Linked DNA regions of Gossypium arboreum: region 1 is linked to region 2. Evidence: chromatin contacts called from public Hi-C data. All regions are on one chromosome and are shown on one strand. Each heading gives the region's core, a stretch centred on a gene start, on an enhancer-like site or on the middle of the called end of the contact. The rest is flanking DNA. Distances are from core to core; before and after follow the strand shown.

The links. Hi-C and Micro-C count contacts between places; a contact is called where the count stands out from the background.
Region 1: a Hi-C map of leaf shows a contact between it and region 2, with 5 times the contacts expected there. The contact joins the promoter of LOC108477214 here to the promoter of LOC108477394 in region 2. A contact is called at or near these places in 2 of 5 Hi-C or Micro-C datasets (both in leaf).

Annotation. Positions count from the first base shown.
Region 1 is chr12:34,340,561-34,345,881 of ASM2569848v2, reverse strand. It overlaps LOC108477214 (BTB/POZ domain-containing protein SR1IP1), which reads right to left and starts at 3,723. Exons shown (of 5, transcript XM_017779693.2): 1 at 3,073-3,723; 2 at 2,906-2,975; 3 at 2,089-2,703; 4 at 1,466-2,005; 5 at 548-1,260. The coding sequence starts at 3,170. The coding sequence ends at 739.
Region 2 is chr12:34,079,171-34,084,440 of ASM2569848v2, reverse strand. It overlaps LOC108477394 (casein kinase II subunit alpha-2), which reads left to right and starts at 1,964. Exons shown (of 8, transcript XM_053023532.1): 1 at 1,964-2,532; 2 at 3,003-3,197; 3 at 3,398-3,555; 4 at 4,120-4,210; 5 at 4,332-4,397; 6 at 5,047-5,129. The coding sequence starts at 2,527.

The sequences.
Region 1 (5,321 bases), core at 2,474-4,973, 260 kb before region 2:
TTATTTCTCAATTTATAATATTATTAAAATAAAAAATTATTTCTCAATTTATAATATTATTAAAATAAAAAATTATTTTTCTTTTAAGGCATCTTAAATACAATATAACAATAGATTCAAACAACTAAAACATATTACTAAAAATTTTAAACACATTAAATTTATGTTACTTAAGGAATTTGATATGATGAAAATCGAAATTATTAATATTTGGTAACTAAAAAAATATGAAATTTAGTTAGAAATTTGAGATTGAAAATTAAGAGAAAATAAACTTGAGAATGAAATGAGATTGGGAAGATATACAGGAGTGCAAAAGGGTAATATTACTTTCTTCTTTTAAAAAATTGATTTTACCGTTGATAAAAACCAACAGTCACGATTTGCTATTTTTATTTTTTAGAATTCGCAATGGGTTGAAATTCAATTTATAGAGCGGCTAGAATTGAAGAATCAAGTTAAATTTTGAGTTGGAGTCACTTTGTTATGTGTTGAACAGAGTTAAAGAAAAGTAGTCTTTCAAATGGCAGCAAAAACCTCCGTGATGTGGTATCAAACATAAAGATGATATTATTTACAGCAATAACATACAGAAGAAGCAGATATTGAAAGGTACCCCATAAAATAAAAGAGAGGTGAGCGCTCCAAGTTTTCTCGAGCCTTACAAGTAACACAGACGCTAAACAATTTCCCACGCAAAAAAAAATAATAATGATTTTTAGGCAAAGCAATGTGGTGTCAAGATATGGAGTGTCTCCTATCTTTGCTGGGTCTTGTTCGACCTTTGGCACTGGAAGGGACGAAAGGATAAAGCCGTCCGAGTTTCTTGGAAACTGAATTCATAAATGATTTTTTAGGCAAAGGAGGCTTATCAGATGATGGCGTAATACTTCCCATGGGACTGCTTACTGCAGTTTTTGCTGATGTTGATTTTTCTATTTCTTTCAGTCTCATTTTCATTTTCACTAGCTCTAGTTTCAAGTCCTGGTTCTCTCTTTTCAAGCTGGACAGTTCACCTGAAACTGGATGGACATCAGTAGGGTATAAATTCACCTTGGAAGGAATGACAGCAGGGGAATCTCCACTTCCATTCATAACATCTCGAAGGCGTTGCTGCTCATGGTAAAGGACTTGAACCACGGTCTGCACTGGAAGACGGTCATTCTGAGCCGCATGCGCGCAGGCCTCCCTCGAGAGTTTCTGGCAATCCATTAAACTGCAAACTTTCTTCCTCTCCATGTCAGTAATAGTGGGGTGGGCCTATTGATTGTAATCAAATCAGTGAAGGAATATATGTATGGTGGATCAAAAAGATCATAACATTAACAATTATACTGAAAAGTTGTGAATCTTGATAGTAGTAATATTATCTTGTATGCAAATGCTTCAAGATCACCATTACTGCTATGTGTACAAAGTCTTGGAATAAAGTTGCAGCAGATTCTTAAGATGGAGATTTATGTACCTTGAGGTAGATATCTATGGCTCTATACATCCCATCCTCTGTTACCCTGGATTGTTCCGGAATGAGTTCAGCAAGACCGATGAATTTCGAGATAGGTAGATTACGGTCAGATGCTATTTCAGCTAGGTAGCTCTCCATTAGCTTTCCCACCCTTTCCATGTCACTTGGTGGGGGAGAAATGTACTCATCATCTTCTTTGTATCCAAAATGGTGGCCTTCAGTTTCATATTCAACGTAGTTCGTCAGGATCCGCTGCATGGTGTCCACATCAAATAATGTATCCCCGGTAACAGAATATGCAGGAATCAAGAGATCATCCAAAACAGCCTGTCCTAATTGCAAGGCCATCCTTCTCTCCAAATCAAGTCGACAAGCAACAGTTGTTTCAAGGTATATCGCTGCACGAAGCAACACTGATAGAAAGCTTACGGACATCGCATTTTTCTCCCTAGGCAGAAGACTCACTATGGTTTCCAACACAACCCTTTTCTCGTGTTCTTGTCGCGGCTCAATTTTCTTCCTCCCCTTTCCAAATACTTCCTGCATGAAAAAAAGAGTCTGCACTTTAGACATCAAACATATATCTAGTAAAGAAGTCCATCATGTTGGTATGGGTGTCTCACCAAACCTCTAAGAGCCTTTTGTGCATAAAGCATAAGCACTGGACCAAGATCATATTGTTTAAACCCTCTTGCTACCATTGCAATAAGAACCCGTTGGAAGATGTCGATTCGAAGAACAGCTAAATCTTCAGCCCACCAATCGACAATTGATCTCGAGTTAGTGGTTGTCAAAGAAATGGTACCATCATTGCCACTATCAGACCTGCTAGACATATAAAACTGGCTCTCTTTGCAAGCTAAATACGCGATTGCGTCAATGCACCGGCTCACTAATTTAACTTCCTCTGCAATAGGGAGGAGGCTTTCAGACATATGTAACACAGAAACTGCTCCTGCTAGACTCTTAAGTGCCACTTCATTCAAGTAGGCTTCAGTTCTTCCCACAAGATTTCCGACTGCATAGTCCTCAGTCATCTCGAGATACTCGGCCGCACATCTTAGCATGGCAATGTTTTCGCTGCTTATCTCGAAATTTATCCCATAACAGAATTTAGCTGCTAGTTCAAATGAATCTGCTCCACCTGGAACATTGGGGATTTCTATGATTGAATGATCAGCATCATTGGATTCCGTTACAACTTTTCTTACGTATCCAGACTTAGATATTAATGGAAACTGCAATTCAAGTAGGAAATAAGTTCAAAAAGTGCACGGTTCTGCCATATATACAACAAAATATAGATGCCAACTTGTCTATAAATGGTACTAAATAAATACAAACATCAACTGTGTCCGATTAGCGACCATGGTTACAACACTACGGCTGCTTGTCATTCTGATAAATGGAAATACATGAATTAAAGTGTTTGATTTCTACCTTATGCAGTGAGAAAGAAACTCCTCCAACTTGGACAGTGACATCACTGGGAATCTCCTGAGAGAAAATCCTGGAAAAAACAACAAAGAGATCAGGTTATCAACTTCAGCAGCCACTTCATCAAAAATGATCCCTGTTACTGAAAGAAAAGGGAATAATACTGATACCACTCGCTGGTTCTCTTCATGGCTGTGGAAAGAAGCTCCTTTTTAGATGACATGTTAAAACTAGTAGGTGCAATCTCCTCCTTAACAAAATCCACCATGGAACACACTCAACTGATTTTACCATGATCTTATCTCTATCTCCATCAAGCCATAGATAATGAGAACCTTGGCAGTTGGCACAGAGAAATTCGGACACGATGCTTATAACTTTACAAGGTTGTAAGGAAGCAACAAAAACATGTCATTTCCTTCAATGTTTTGTCTCTTCTTCTTTTGCCTTGAATGTTTAAATGAGAAGCAGAAGCAGGAGCTATCATCTCTCTAAATCTCTAATGAAACTGCATTATCTAACTTCAGCCTTACAAAAAAAGCCATCAGAAATGGGGAATTCCCAAAACTAGGCCTCACAAGGAAACTAGAGGGCAGGGTGTACGGTGGACAAGGTTTAAAATGAGTGGCAATTTTGGTAATAGTGGAATGAAATGAGGTGAGTGCATGAGAAGATAGATGAAGATTAACAGCGTGTGGTGTGGGTTATAGAGATGAGATGGCTCCAACTTCCTTGGCGGCTAAAGGTCGAAAGCTTGTAAGTGGGAAATATTCCCATCCACAAATGTTCCCATCTATCTCTGATAAAATTTTATGTTTTAGTTTTTACAGGATATTTAAAAGATTTAATGTTCTTACTATTTTTAAATATGTTACTCTTATATTGTTTTACAGTGTAATAATGGAGAAAACATTTTTGACTACTTTTGTAGTCATCATATTAACATTCCAAGTCTAGCCCTTGTGTAATTGGTGATGTGAGCGACAACTTGTTCGCCACTGTAACTAGTCTCCAATCAGCAGCAGTAGGAAAATGATAGAAGAGATCAGTTTGTCCCTACATTTTGAAGGCAGCAGATAACTGGGTGTATATTTGCTAAAGTTGGGTAGAAATTCTCAGAAACTAATGAAAAGCGTGATCATCTGTTTTACGCAATTTAAATTAAGGGTCCCCTTCATAACGTTGATAGTTGATTTGGTCGCCAATCCATGGTAAGATTTGATATGAAGTAGTGGGATTATAATTCATATCCATTTCACAGCTATTCCCGGCCCCATCCTTTGGATTTTCTGGTTATACCAACATTAAAAGGATTTTTGTATTTAGTTGCAGGCAATTGTCCCATTTTCTCAACTATTATGTTATTCTATCAAATTTTGACTCTTGGTGCAATCAAGTTAAAAGGACTAATGCTAATGGGCACCATAGCTACTGGAAACTTTTACACATTAAAAACGGGGTAATTTAACCATGAAATGCAAAAGCTTAAGTTATTAAATGCCTTCTTTTAATAATTCCCGGCTATTTCATCAAATATGCAGCTCAATTCTTGAAATTTATTTATTTTCTCCTTATACTTCAACACACTAAGCTACTCTTCACCTTGTTCACATCAACATTATTTTCTTCCTAAGAAAACGTATTTTTTTATTTATTTAAGGGTTATGTAAATATTATGAATAGTTCTAGACATTTTAATATTTTTGACTCAATTCATAATACTATTTAAATTTGTCATTAATCGGACAATGTGACAATTTTACAAAAAGACTTAAATCATAAAATGGTACCTAAATTGTACTTTTTTTTTCTCAAGTTGCTATTTATTTATTTATTTGGTAACATAGTATAGTTTAATACCACTTGTAACCAAAATTAATTTAAGTACCAACTTGAGAAAATAGGTATAGTTTAGATAACATTTTGTGATTTAAGCCTAAAATAAAGTAATTTTAAGCTCTAGCATTTAAGATTTTATTAATTTGATTATTACTCTTCAAAAATGCATATAAAAATTTTAAAAATAATTTTTTCATATTTTCAATAAAGATCCTAAAAGTTGAAATTGTAAAAATTTTCCAAAAATTTTTAACCTTTAGATATCAATGTGAAATCTTGCATCATAATCCATATATACTTTATTGTTGACATGGCACTATTTTATTTTGTACAATGTATTAGCAAATATTTTAAAATTCAAAATTCAAAAACCAAATACATAAAAATTTTAAAAATAATTTTTTTCTTATTTTCAAAAAATCATTAAAAATATGAAAAATGCTATAAAGCCATTTGAAATTCAAAAATGAAAACATAAAATTAGTTTTAAAATTAAAAATTTAAAAAAAAAACTTGAAAAGTAGAAGAGTGGTGGCTTGTGCCTAAGGAATTTGATGTTGGAATTTTCATCTTTATTATT
Region 2 (5,270 bases), core at 715-3,214:
ATCTGCTTAAACCCTCGGGTTAAAAACTTGGTATGATGAAATCGTAGAAAAATATTAAATGTAAATGAAACATGAATGTCTTGGTGTTGTTTATGCAAATGATGTTTTATGTGAGATTGTGTGATTATGTTACTTGCTATTTGCATGTGAACTTACTAAGCATTTGTGCTTACTCCCTCCTTTTCTTTCATTGTAGTTTTGACAAGCCGGCTTGAGAATCGGGATAGGTCAAAGACTCGTTCACACTATCCGAAGGCTTAAATTGGTAAAATGGCTTGTGTATTTTGAATGTGGCATGTATGGCAAAACACTCACTTTGTGTAATTGATCTTATGATATGGCTATCATTTGGTAAGAAAAGGGTTTGTAAATGATTAGCTATTGGAATGGCCAATCTAAGTCATATTTGATGTTATGTATGTTTAAAATGCTATTTAGTCCATGAAAATCCTTAGTAAAGTGAAATTTGCCATAAAACAGAATCTGACAGCAGCAGTGATGTAAATTTGAAAAATCACTAAAAATAGTAGAAATAGAATTAAATGATGACTAAGTTATTAAATTGAAGCTTAATTAGTCTATTTTCATATGGATTGAACAAAACAGGTATATAAATTATATTTTATAAGATATTTGAATTTTTGTGAAATAGGGCCAGAGTGATTTCTAGATCCCCTGTTCTGACTTTAAAAATTCATCATAAATTGTAAAAAAATAATTAGAAGTCATTCTTTATATGTACAGATTCCTTATTGAGTCTAGTTTTAAGAGAAACAAACTTACTAGTCATTGAAATTATGTACGGAGATATATCTGATTCGTAATATACAGAGGTCAGAGCAGTCGAACCCTGAAACAGGGGAGACTTTAACTAATAAACTGTACTAATTGGCTTTACCAAAAATTCTAGAAAAAAATTAGTAAATATATATATGAGTATAGTTTCAGAAAAAATTTACGTAATTGGATTTCGAGTTTCAGAACTCGAGATATGAATTTTTAAGCTATTGTGACGTAGATTGCTAGCTTGACTGGAAATTTTAAAAATAAATTGTTTGAGCTGTTTAAGTAATGAATTAAGTCTGTTAATACTTCGTATTCGACTCCGGCGACGGTCTCGGGTACGGGGCGTTACATCAAGTGTCTGAAGTTATGGATTTAGGATTTTAGGTTTTAGATTTAGGATTCGAAGTAAAAAAAATATCAAAATTATGTGCTAAAGACATAAAAAATTGTTGAAATGTGGTTAAATAATTGAAAAATACCATAAATAATATGGTAGGAATGATTTATAAAATAAATTCTCTATATATAAGTGTATAATAATAATTTCATATGTTTAAAATTTGATAATATGGTAAAATTTTATTGGTGCTAAAAGCCGATATTAAATTTTATATTAATATTAAATAAAATAAAATAAAATAAACTCTCCTCCCTCCTCATCCCGTCCCTCTCCCCTCCGCCTCCCCTCTCTTCCTACCACCGTCCCTCTCCCTCTCCCTCTCCCACTCTGCTGGTTTTCTACTGCAGCAACAGCAACAACTTGAAAGAAATGATACCAAACATAGAGACGATCACCGTTCTCCTCCTATATTTGTCCACGAAAGCTATACTAACAATGGAGCTGACAGCAATGAGACTAGACATGACTAGAGAAAGCACCAATACTATCTTGTTGGAAGCAAATCCAGCGAACTGAATTATTGTTGGGCTGTAATAACATAACAGTATTGATACCCAAAAACTGTTACACAACCTGAACCGCCACCCCAGCATAGAGTCCCCTTCGCACGACAACATTGCTTAAAGCCCCTTCCAATTTTGTTATCAAATTATCCCCAATGGCTTGTTCATCAGCTTTCTCTGCTTCATTGGAGTTTCTAAGAGCAATCAATTCAGCTTCATTTGCAATCAATTATGATATAATACGTAAAAATAGTTGAGGGTAACATCTCGTTATTTATGATTTTAACAGTAATGGTGAAGATGATCGATTTTTTAATTGGACGTTATAATTGCTTTCCTTCAAAATTGACCAACTATTCTTTTAAAGAGGAAACTAATTTGCTCATATCAAAACGGAGAGATATTTTGTTCTTTCAAGAGATAAACATCCGGTGGATGGAACATGAAATTGGTCTCAATATCAAAATAGGTTAGATCCCAGCAGCTCAGCTCGGCTAAGCAAGCAAAGGCCCTAACTCCCCTCCCGTACTCTCCCGTTTCTCTCCAAAACCAAAACTTATCATTCAAATAAATGGGCTGGCTTGGCTTGGCTTGGCTTGAGTGAATGAATTATGCCCGACGCACCACCACCAACCCACCAGTCTTACTCCACCTCTAGCTATTTTTTGCCATCTTCGCTTCCCGCCCTCTGCTTGCCCACTACTGTTCCGTTAACCGTGAGATTGACAAGATCTCCTGCCCTTATCGCTGGCAAGTCATGTCCAAATCTCGCGTTTATTCTGACGTCAATGTCCTTCGTCCCAAGGAGTATTGGGATTACGAGTCCCTCACTGTTCAATGGGGGTAAATTTCTTAAATCGATCGTTGATTAGGTTGTTCTCGAATTTCCTTTAATCAATTTTTAAACCAAGTCACATCCGCTAATCTGAATTGAAGATTATGTAATTTGCTTACAGTTAGAATTGTTTCTTCTAATCTTACTAACCTTAAGCATTTTCTGCAACTTTTCTAATGAAAATCCGATTCGGTTCATCAATGAGCATAAATTGATATCGTTTCGGTTATATTCGGTTCTGTATTAAGGATCAAGATGATTATGAGGTTATTCGGAAAGTTGGAAGGTGTAAATACAGTGAGGTTTTCGAGGGTAAAAATGTCAACAACAATGAACGCTGTGTAATCAAGATCCTCAAACCTGTCAAGAAAAAAAAGGTTGCTAGTTAAGACTTTAATTATATATTTATGTGATGAAATCTTAAGGCATAGCCGCCATGATCAATAATCCTATCATTATTTTTTGTTATTATTGGTAGATTAAGAGAGAGATAAAAATCCTTCAGAATCTATGCGGTGGTCCAAATATTATTAAACTTCTTGATATTGTTAGAGATCAGCACTCCAAGGCGCCTAGCTTGGTATTTGAGTACGTCAACAATACAGATTTCAAAGTTCTCTACCCAACTTTGACAGATTATGATATTCGCTACTACATATACGAACTTCTCAAGGTGAAATTACGCAACTCGTAACAAAATTTAATATGTATATAACTCTGCTCCATGGTATTTTTTGTTGCATGACCGTTTGTAGTTTTTATTCTTTACTTGATCCAATTCCAAATTATTACTGGCTTTGTTAAGCTTTTGGGGGATTTCTGGGTTGCATTTGGCGTTATAGGGTGATAGGAAAACATTTCTTTGCTTTGTAGGCATTAGATTACTGTCATTCACAAGGAATAATGCTCAGAGATGTGAAGCCTCACAATATCATGATAGATCATGAGCTGCGCAAACTTCGCTTGATAGATTGGGGACTTGCCGAGTTTTACCATCCTGGAAAAGAGTATAATGTCCGTGTGGCTTCCAGGTAATATTTTGAAGGCATCATGAATCATGTGATTTACTTTACCACTGTCGACCTTTATATATTTTCAAAATTGTTTTCTTCTTTAAGACCTTAGTTAGAAAAGAACAAGCCTTATATATTAGTCCATGTTTGAAAAAGAAAAAGAAATCCGTTTGGGATTATTTACCTGTATGTTTTCCTTGCTTGTACTTGGAATTCTTTCCTTTATAGAAATTGAATTTGGCTTGTAATACAGGCATATAGATGCAAAATTTAGCATGAAACTCATTAAACAAGTCGAGCTAGGGGAATTTAGATATGCAGTACATTTAATTTTTTTCTCAACTCCTTGAAGAGTAAATCTGTCTTTTCTTTCACTTTTTTATAGACTCTTGAGTATTAGCTTTCAATGATCAGGATGTTAGAGAGCTTTGATTCTTTCTTTAAGATACGAAAACCTTCTAGATAATGGAAGACCTATACGTTCTCCAAGCAATTCTATAAACAAATTTGGATTCAGTTTACAGTACCATCAACAATCTTGATACAGTTTTGGGAAGTTTAATTTCTCTCCTTATTTCTTAGGTACTTTAAAGGGCCCGAACTTCTGATAGATTTACAGGACTATGATTATTCTTTGGACATGTGGAGCCTTGGCTGCATGTTTGCTGGAATGGTGCGAAATACCATTGTTCTAATTTGAGTGTACTAAACTTTAATTTAAAATTTCAATTTTGGGTGCATAATAGAATATTTATGTTTGTTTGATTTGTTTGTTATACTTGTTTATCGTGCAGATATTCCGGAAGGAACCATTCTTCTATGGCCATGACAACAATGATCAACTAGTTAAAATTGCAAAGGTAATATGCTTTTGCAAATTTGTCAATGTTTCTTATATTGTTGTTGAATATTAATTTTCTTTTCATCATTGTTATTGTTAAATTAACATTTTGGTTTAGATAATTCATCATTTTCTAACTGCTACTTAGAAAATGTATTATTCTATGTCTTTGTACCTTCACCACCTCAGTAATCTTCGTTTTTACAATCCACATCTGGAGCATCACTTTGTAACCTTTTCAGCACCTGCTAGGGGCATTTATTCCTTTGTTACTCAAGCTTGGGTTTGAGTAACGAACATGGGTATGTTCAAAATTTGTCAAGATTTCCCTGTATTTGGAAGGTCCTTGGAGGACCGTATCCCCATATCTATGTTTGGATATGCATCAGATGCGGATGTCAGACATGGGTACTTCAAGAACAATGAAGAGCTAGAGCAACGTAGGTTTATTCACTACCCTTTGTAGACGCAGCATTATTCATATAGGTTTGATTTAAACATTTATTCTCTTTGTGACTATCACTTGTTAGGGGATTGTTACTAGGTGGATGCTTTATATGAACACTCAAAACAGGAAAACCTATTTTCCTTTTTTTTTCCTAACCATATATCGCCAGTTTACAAGGAATGTGACAAAGCTTTTGACTGCTAAATTATTGTAACTTTAGGTGGTAGGAACTGATGAGTTGAATGCATATCTGAACAAATACCAGTTGGAGCTTGATCCTCAATTTAATGCTCTTGTTGGAAGGTACATTAAGCATGACCAGATATACAAAGTTTGCACTGAACTATTAAACAAGGCAATGGACCCTGTGGTGATGCTGTTTGACACACAGATTAGATCCCTCTGGTAGGCACTAATAGTGTGGAATGACTAACTCTATTGAGT